2 separate regions of the Arachis hypogaea genome follow, and region 1 is linked to region 2. A link is a contact called in public Hi-C data. All regions are on one chromosome and are shown on one strand. The core of a region is the stretch at or near the end of the contact, and the rest is flanking DNA. Distances in the headings are between cores, read along the strand shown.

Evidence for each region. A called contact is a pair of places that touch in the nucleus more often than the background predicts.
Region 1: a Hi-C map of leaf shows a contact between it and region 2, with 2.8 times the contacts expected there. The contact joins the promoter of LOC112800671 here to the enhancer-like site in region 2. A contact is called at or near these places in 3 of 8 Hi-C or Micro-C datasets (leaf and an unstated tissue).

What each region holds. Positions count from the first base shown.
Region 1 is chr5:10,008,025-10,012,818 of arahy.Tifrunner.gnm2.J5K5, forward strand. LOC112800671 (G-box-binding factor 1) reads left to right here and starts at 2,724. Exons shown (of 12, transcript XM_025843023.3): 1 at 2,724-3,354.
Region 2 is chr5:9,968,528-9,972,832 of arahy.Tifrunner.gnm2.J5K5, forward strand. No RefSeq gene overlaps it. Among protein-coding and RNA genes, the nearest start is that of LOC112800668, 14 kb to the left of the region's middle. Within about 2 kb of position 1,629, at least 3 of the 3 cell types and tissues checked have open chromatin away from gene starts, as enhancers often do.

The DNA.
Region 1 (4,794 bases), core at 1,474-3,973, 41 kb after region 2:
TCATCAATTATTACAAAATAATAATATATACTTTTAAGAGTTAATATATATATATATATATATATATATATATATATATATCGAATATATTAGGGGGTGAATGTCATTATTTTTTTATTTAGTACATATGAGACTTAATGGTTTCAATTCTTCAAGATAAAATACAAACTAAATAACATTGTTCTTTGAGAAAATATTCAAAGGGATGGTTTTTTTTATAGGCATTTAAGAACGAATAAATAAATAAATAATGAAACTTTAGAATTAAGTATGTTATGACTTATGAGTTCCAAAATAAGTGATATTCACCACAATAATAATAATAATAATAATAAGCCAAGTCATAAAAATTAGCATTCTCTTTTGAGAGGTTGTGACACTATATATGAAAATTAAAAGGCTACGCCTATAAAGTGAGGTAGTTAAATTATTGTACTAAATACTTGTAAATGAACTTGTTTCAACAGAATGAAAGTCATTATTACAAGTAATAATACGTAACTAATTAGTTAAATATAGAGTGAATACTCCGTATGAACCCTGATAATTATCTCGAAAGGACTACGAGGTTTTTGACAAAAGAAATATTCCACTCAGTTTTTGATTTTTTTTCACTGATTAGTCCCTATGCAAAAAAAAAATATTGACTTTTTTTGACACATAGACTAATCAGTCCCATAAAAATAAAGCTCAGAAGTCGAGTTGGATATTTATTTTTGTCAGAAATCTCGTTGTCTTTCGAAATAATTGTAAATAATTATTTAGAATTTTTTCTCTTAAATTATAATATAACACTTAAATCATGAAATTCCTTCATCCAAAATACACTAATTATTTTAGTTGAACTATTCTGTATAGATTTTAATAATAAAATTATAATTTAAAATGATGATAGAAAGAAGGTGGACATATAATAAAGTAAAATAATTCGTGTGTTTAAGAAAGAGTTTGCAAAAAGGACAGATATGAAACAGACAGAGAGAATATGCAGCCTAATTATTCCCATGAAATAGATGGTTGAGGTCTTGAAGCTTTGAACCTAGACAAAGTCTTTACTTCTTGTTTAGGGGCTCTGGTTTTCCAGAATCAGGACTAACACTGTTACTTTTTTTTTTTCCTTTTATAATTGTTTGTCCATTGAAATTTGCATTGACTTCAACACTAGGCTTAGACTATATGGCAGCCTTACAGCAACATCTAACAATTCAATGATTCATTCATTATATTATGTTGTTCACTACTTATTTGTCTACATTAATTTCTTATATTATTGTTTCACATATGTAAAATAAAATAAAATAAAACATGTTAAATGCGAAGCCTAATGGGAGAGATTCTAAGTTGGTGAAAAGTAGTTGTGGGGTTCAACGTGCTGGGAAATAAACTAAAAGACAGAGCGAGAGACTAATATTAAGTATTGTAAAACAAAGTTTTAAAATGGACTTAAGTACCTAGCTATAAGTGGGGTACATACATGCATTCTGATCATGGCTTAATTTTGAAGTATAAAGACAATTTCTCTAATAGGATTATATGAGGAAATAAAACGTGATTATAACTTACTTTACCTAAAATCACATGATCGAATCAATTAGAAAATATATCATATTACTGGAACCCAACAACGCAACAAACATCAATTAATCCAATTTGAGTTTGAGGTTTTACAAAACTGGATTGAGTTTATCGAATTATGTAAACCTAATGCCTAATCAAAAGAAGAAAAAAGTTAAACTAATAATGTGACATAATTTAGATAAATCAAACTCACTCTATTTTGATTCATTGAATTTATCGGTTTCTAGTTTCAACTTAGATGATAGTGGATGCTGGACAGAAGAATTTTTCGCAGACGTTGCAAAAAAGAAAAATTTTAGGGCATTTTTCCTTTGTCCTGATTTCTTTTTTTTTTTCTTCTCGGTTGCTGGGCTTTATCAATTAGAAATTCTACGATATGGACCCGAAAAGTCAACAAGCCCAATCTCATGATAGAGAGGCTAATTGTTTTTTGGTCCGAAATATCATGAGCCCAATTATTTCATCATCAAAACGCATATTGGGGATACACCGCCAAAAATTGAAAAGATTATTGGCTTCATCTCTTTAAGCTAAAATGGATAAAAGCTTTTACACCAAACACTCTTAAGCCCATTTATGAAACAATGAAAAAAGAGAAAAACTCCCTCTTACACTGTTATTTGACATATTTTATTTAAGAATTTAGTTAATATGTACTTTAAATATATAAACTAAAACTACAAATTAAAAACGTTAATATAAAAACAGAAATATTTAGTAATAAAAATATATTAATAAAAACTGTTAAAATTTACTATTTTTGACTTTATTTAATACACATTATAATAAATAAATACTAAATAAAATGAATTTAGATTTTTTTTGGTCTCTCTGATATTATTGTTATAAAAAAACGTGAAAAGTGTAATTTCTAGTGTAATTCTTGTGTAGTTATTAAAGTAATAAAATAAAAAAATAATAAAAAAATTTAAAAAATTTTATTAATAATAATTTAAAACGCATGTTAATTAAATTCTTTATTTAAATCCTCCCAAATATTGGTGATGATTATGATGGGAGGATTAGGCCACTTGGTTGAAGTTGAAAACGGTAAAAGTGAGAGAGCGTGGAGGCATTTGACATTTTGAAAGCATAAGAATTTTTCTTTGGTATGTGGCCGACAGCAACGAAGCAAAGTAGCCAACCAAGGAGTGGAAACCGGAGGCAATGTCACAAATACAGAGTGTGTGCGCGTGGCTACTCACAACGCATTCATTGCTTCCCAACAGTTCCCAATTCCATATGCCTAACATAACATTTATCAAACTACACATATATTTAAAATGAAAATTAGAAAATAAGGAATATTGAATGTTATCCTATCCATCCAGTAAGGAGAAATTCGGGTGATGAGTCAGGGGGTGGGGTGTGTAAGTGTAGTTGGACGGAAGAGTAGGAAACCTAATCCAGTAACACATTGACAGCTGTAATCCTCTTGGCTCGCACGTGTCACCTCCAAAAGCCCTAAACCCACACACTCACTTTCACTTCCCTTTCCTTCCTCCAACTTGTTAGAGTTTGTTGCGAAATTTCAAGTCCTTCCCATTCCTATTTCGTCCCACAACTGCTCTCTCTCTCTCTCTCTCAATATTCTTTTCCTCTTTGGCTCCTTCCTTCATACTAGCACCACAACAAAACAAAACATAAGCATACAATATCATTAGTATAATTATAATTATTAGAGTTATAATTGGTATTATTAGAGGTGTAAATCCTGCTTGGACATCTATCCCTGTTGGAAGTCCACCTCATCTTTTCTTCACGCCATCGGAACAGGTCACACACTCTCTCTCTCTCTCTCGCTCGCTTTGTTTTGCTGTAAATTTCTAGGTGTATTTCTGTGATAGTGATATTAGAGCCTTCTTTTCTTTCCCCTTGAATTTGAACTGCTTTGCTTTCTTCTCTGATTCAGTTGAAATTCCGTTCGCTTCGTGTTCCACTCTCTCGCCTAAATCCGAATTTCTTGTGTCTTTGGCAGTCCAAATCCGAAATTTCTGATACATCACTCTGTCTATGTTAACGTGATTCATTGATTCTGTTTCCTTTTATCTTTTCAAAACTTAATTAGATGAGTAATAAATATTTTGACGGAGTCAAATCGCAGTTCTTATGTTTGAGAAAGCAACAAACGATTGGCCGCGTTCATCTATGACATAGAATAAGCAGGATTTTAATTTTGTTCGCTGATCTAAAATTGTGATTAAATTAGAGGCATCATCTTGTGGATAAGAAAGAGAAAAGTGGTGTTGAAAATTACTTTTTGGCTATTTGACAAGGAATAGGATAAGCAAACAACAATAAACAAATTAATAATTATTTTATTTTTATATTTTATATATATATTTGTTCGTACACTATTAATACTGTGCTATCACCGAACGACCTCTGCTTTAAAAGTTACAAATGATGAGAAAACAGTAATCTCGGGACGAGACCATGGTATTTAGGGAGTCTCATCATCACTCCTATTAATTCCGTGTGCAAGCTTTTTCTAATAAATGAACAACTTTGGAGGTTTCTATGGCCCTCTAGTAAGTATACAATACATGTCTTTTTACAAGTATTGTCAATCTTTGGTTAAGTAAATGAATATTGAAAGGAGAAGTTCTTGCATTGACTAGTCAACATGATTTGGGTTTATTAAACCGGAAAAGAAAACGGATAAGGTGAACTAACATTGACTTTAAAATGCATAAGTTGTGTATTTTGAGTTTTTCCCTAGGATAGGTAGACAATATTGCTGAACAATGGGGTTAAAAAAGTAAATTAATTCTAAATTTAACGAGTGGCATGAGTAATTAAATATCTAATAATAACCAAATTTATTGTCTATTGTTTATATTGTTCAAGAAAGTCATTGGTTACCTAGCATAACTCTTTTCATAATCAAGTCCAAAATAAATAAACGCAATGTGAAGTCAAATATCTATTTTAATTTACGATAATCTTAGAGAAAAAAAATAAATTTATTTTATTTAGTAAATAAAACACGTTCAGGCTGATTTTACTAAATTTTTTTATTAAATATTTTCGTTTAATTTATTATTTATTGGCATTCAATATAAAGTAGTATTGCCAGCTAATTAGAGACGCCATAGTATTCTTCTAATACAATCCATAATTTCATCATGATGGTATTGTGTTATCTGTTATGCAAGTGTTGCAACCGCTAGGACGTGTATTGCACGGCAGATTAGAACAAACACGTTATGTGAT
Region 2 (4,305 bases), core at 379-2,878:
TCGGGCTGACCGGCGGAGGTGAGGACGGTGTCAGTGGGAAGATGCGGCGGCCTCGGTATGGCTTGGACGTGTATTGGAGGTTACGGTAAGATTAGAAATAACCGTATATAGTGTGAATGGATTTAAATACTAATCTTAATTTTCAAATTTTAAAATTTGAAATTAAATAATTAATTAATGATCTCATTTTTAATTTTAATTTTACTTTTTTTTAATTCATTGTACACGTACACAATTAATATTAGTTCCCAATACTTTCTCTTTGTAGAAAAGAAGAGCGAGAAAAATAGAACAGCACACTTAATCAGATGGAGGCTTCCACCGGAAGATTGGTTAAGGGCTAATGTGGATGCTGCTTTCAGGAAGGAGGATGGAAAAGGAGCAATATCTATCGTCATTAGAAACAATAATGGAAAAATTGTGTTTGGCTTCTCTAGAAAAATTAGTACCCATTCAAATATAACAGCTGAAGCTATAGCTATTAGGCAAGCCCTTATTATTATTATTGATAATTTGGATTTGGAAGAAAAAATATTAATTGAATCAAGACAGTTTAAAACTAATCCAAACCATAAAATCAAATACTTCCATTGGAGAAACTGAAGTAATATTACATGATATTAAAGAACTAATAAAAAGATTACCAAATTGTAGTCTAACATAGATACCCAGAGAAGGGGACCTGCTTGCTCACACAGTTGCTAAAATGGCAGCATCAGATTTTCTTCGTCAGAACTGGAGTATGCAACCACCACTGGAGATGCAGCGTATTATCAACATGGAGACTCTACGTTGACAACAACTCTTGGAAAAGAAAAATAAATAAAAAAGTTAGGAACATAATAATTCAAAAAATTCAACAACTGAGAACAACAGTAATTACTACATGTTGTTCAGAAAATGTAGAAAATTCAGAAAACTCAACATAAATCAAAATCAATACCAAGATCTGGAATTTAAGGAGAACCAACAGGAGTAAATTTGACTTGAGAAAGTACAAGACTTCCACGATCTTGTTTAAAGAAATTGGAGATGAAGAAACGGTGGGAGTGAAATTTCAGCGACAGCAACAATTCGAACTGAAACAAGACATACAATCAAATTGATATAACAAACCTTATTTTAAAGGGAGCGGGCTCGGTACAAGAAAGGAGTTTCGGGACAAATAGGCTAAAAATCGAAAAGTACTATATCATTAAAATTACAAATTCAGAAGAGAGGAAGCAGAAGTTTCCATGTTTGTGCACCCTCAACGTCGAAGCTTCATTTAAAGCGCAGGCAGCAGAGGAGACCCAACCGAAAGTATCAGTCACAATTCATATCAATATAGGTTCTGAAAAGAACAACAGCGTTGCAACGTCTTTAATATTCTAATTGCCTTAATGGAAGAGTATACCTGCGGTGGTAAATTGGAGCACAAAGCAGGGAAAGGATAGGAAAATTTAAAATTGAATGAATTGGGAAATTTAGATTGGGCTGGAGTTTGGTTAGATAGCTTGGGCTTTAATGACCAATGTCCAAAAAAAAAGGAACTTGGTCATTCAAAAACCTCTAGTTCTATCTCCCGTTGGACATCCATTCAATAAGCCTACGTTGATCTTGCATAGTTGCCCTTAGATTGGGGTTTTTGCCTTGTTGTGTGTTGCTAATTGTACCCATTGTCGGCCTTGATTAAAATGACCAGTTTGTTGGTCAACTTTTCCAAATTATCCAAACCGTGATTTAAAAAAAAAGGGCTTATATTAGGTGATCAAGTTAATTGACTTTCCAGATGCCTTGATGATAATGAAAAATTAACGATCAACGTACAATTCAACTCGGGTTTTGCGAGAATTAATGAGCAGCAGTTACTTAGGACTATACTGAATTTTATGAAGGAGGGGTGGAGTATTTATCACAGATATCAAGATTGATATGCTAATTACCTCATGAGGTAAGCGTGTAACATTTTATTGCCTTATTGTATTGTGAAATTCTAATATACAAACCAAAAAAATAATAAAAGTAAAGATGGTCATAGGAATCACGCTAAACACAATATTGATCTGCTAGTACTTCAATATGTATATAAGGTTAAACATTATCAAATGTAAGCTTAAATTACTGGAGTATCAAATTTTCAAACTAGATGTTCTAACGATCAAACCATTTTTCGATCTAATTTTATCTAGTGCCATCATATATCAAAATATGCAGCACAATTGTTTTGAATCGATACATATATACTTTAGTGTCTTACCTCACACTGATAGGATATATCGTATATAATATATATTGCAAAATCGAGCTCGTGATTATAAAATTAGATTAAAATATAGTTTATTAAATTAACCAAATGTAAACAAGTGTGTACAAAACTATGAAGAATACTAGTGTCTCCAAAACGTGATCTTATCTCTCATTGAGTCATACCTTCACGTATTTCCTTAAAATATAGTTATATAGATACACATGTTTCACATTCCACGCCTTCCATTAATACAAGAGAAAAAGTCTTATATATGACTTGATCTGCATATATACCATGACTAAAAACTATGCAATTTCTGGTATACGAAAAGTAAAAGTATAATAAGCTATTTTATAAGCGGGTGATCCGATCCTTATAAATCTTCCTCTTTAGTAACATGTGATCCTCATTTATGCATTTTTTTTAACCATAAAACATTGTCGTATTTTACTAGCTGGCCAGTACAAGTTTACTTCGAATTGAAGTCAAGGAAGGTGTGTACTTATTCATGTACATATATGGCTCATACGTAGTTCACATAAGTACGAAAAGTTCCGTTGGACCGATTTTAAGTACTTATATATAACACTGAAGAATATATATTCTAAGGCGAGAATTCAAAGTAAGATCAATAGGGGGGCTTAAGGATCACGAAAGAGTATATCGGCACAAATTAATAACAAAGAAAAAAGCAGAAAAACTAAAAAGAAAGACCAGAGTGAAGATTCTTGTTTAGTTGTCTTCGGATCAAAGTACAGCTTCTTCCAGAGGGATCAATCTAATCTAATTAACGATGAACTTTCGCCCGAGAATCCATATATCTTCTGGACATTGACACACACCTAAAATTGATGCCTAATACGTGTCTAATGGACAAAACAGTCTTTAATTATTTTAAAAATTCTAACTTATATTTGACACCTTGTACATTTTTTTATTATACTATACTTTGTATAAATTTGATCATTCGTCTATTATAAAACTTGATTTTTTTATTATGTCTCTGGTGTGATTATTATAGTGGCTATATTTAGTTAAAAATAATAATATTAAATGTATATTAAAATTAATTATCAATATAAAATATACATACATTAAAATATAAAATATATATTTATACATAAATATATAATAAATTATTTTAATAATTGCTTTTAATATGTAAATAATATTTTAATTAAAAAAATATGTGAGTCAATATATATAAATATATATATAAATACACAACAGTGACCAATTTGATAACTATTTTTTGGTGTATATATAGTATTTTTAAATATATAATTATTAAATTTTTGAATAAGTGATTTTATAATATAATATTAAAATTTATACGATTGTATATACTAAAATTAATTATTATTATAAAATATATATTAATAACTATATATATATATTATGTAAATATATATCGACTAATTTTAATGTAGAAATAATTTTTTAAATTTTATATAATTAAAAAATTTAGAATTTATTTTTTGTTATTTGCAAAAAAATAATTCAAACATAAAATAGACTAAAAAAAACTATACAAAAAATTTACATTTCAAATCTCATTTAAGAAAAAAACTACGAAAAATGTAATTTATTATTACATAAAACTGTTCCAGAACAGGAATCATTAAACGCACTTCCATCTGTAATTGAGTTTAGCCCTTAACTAAAGATTCAAAGGCAATTTCTCTTAAATGTAATATTACACATCCATAGATCTTTTTATAAATTAAGTGAAATCAAGTTAAATAGTAAAATTTAAAATAATATTAATTGAGTGTGTAATCTCCTACTAATTGAGTAGGAGTCCGAAAATGGATGTGATAATAAAAGCATTGGTTATGAGCTTGCTAGGAAAGGGGTCCCAAACTGAGGAGAAAATAAAAAAATAGAAAAAAGATAAAAAGAAAATGAGTGGGAAGCATGTGCTTAGGCAGTGGTAGTTTTACAGAATGAAGGACAGCCAGCTTGGAATCCTTTAATCAATTTGGAACCCAAGGACGAAGCAATGCCACATCCACACAACTCCACCTGCCACGTTTCGTACGTTTGCTTCTTCTTTAATCATTTTCTTAATTCAG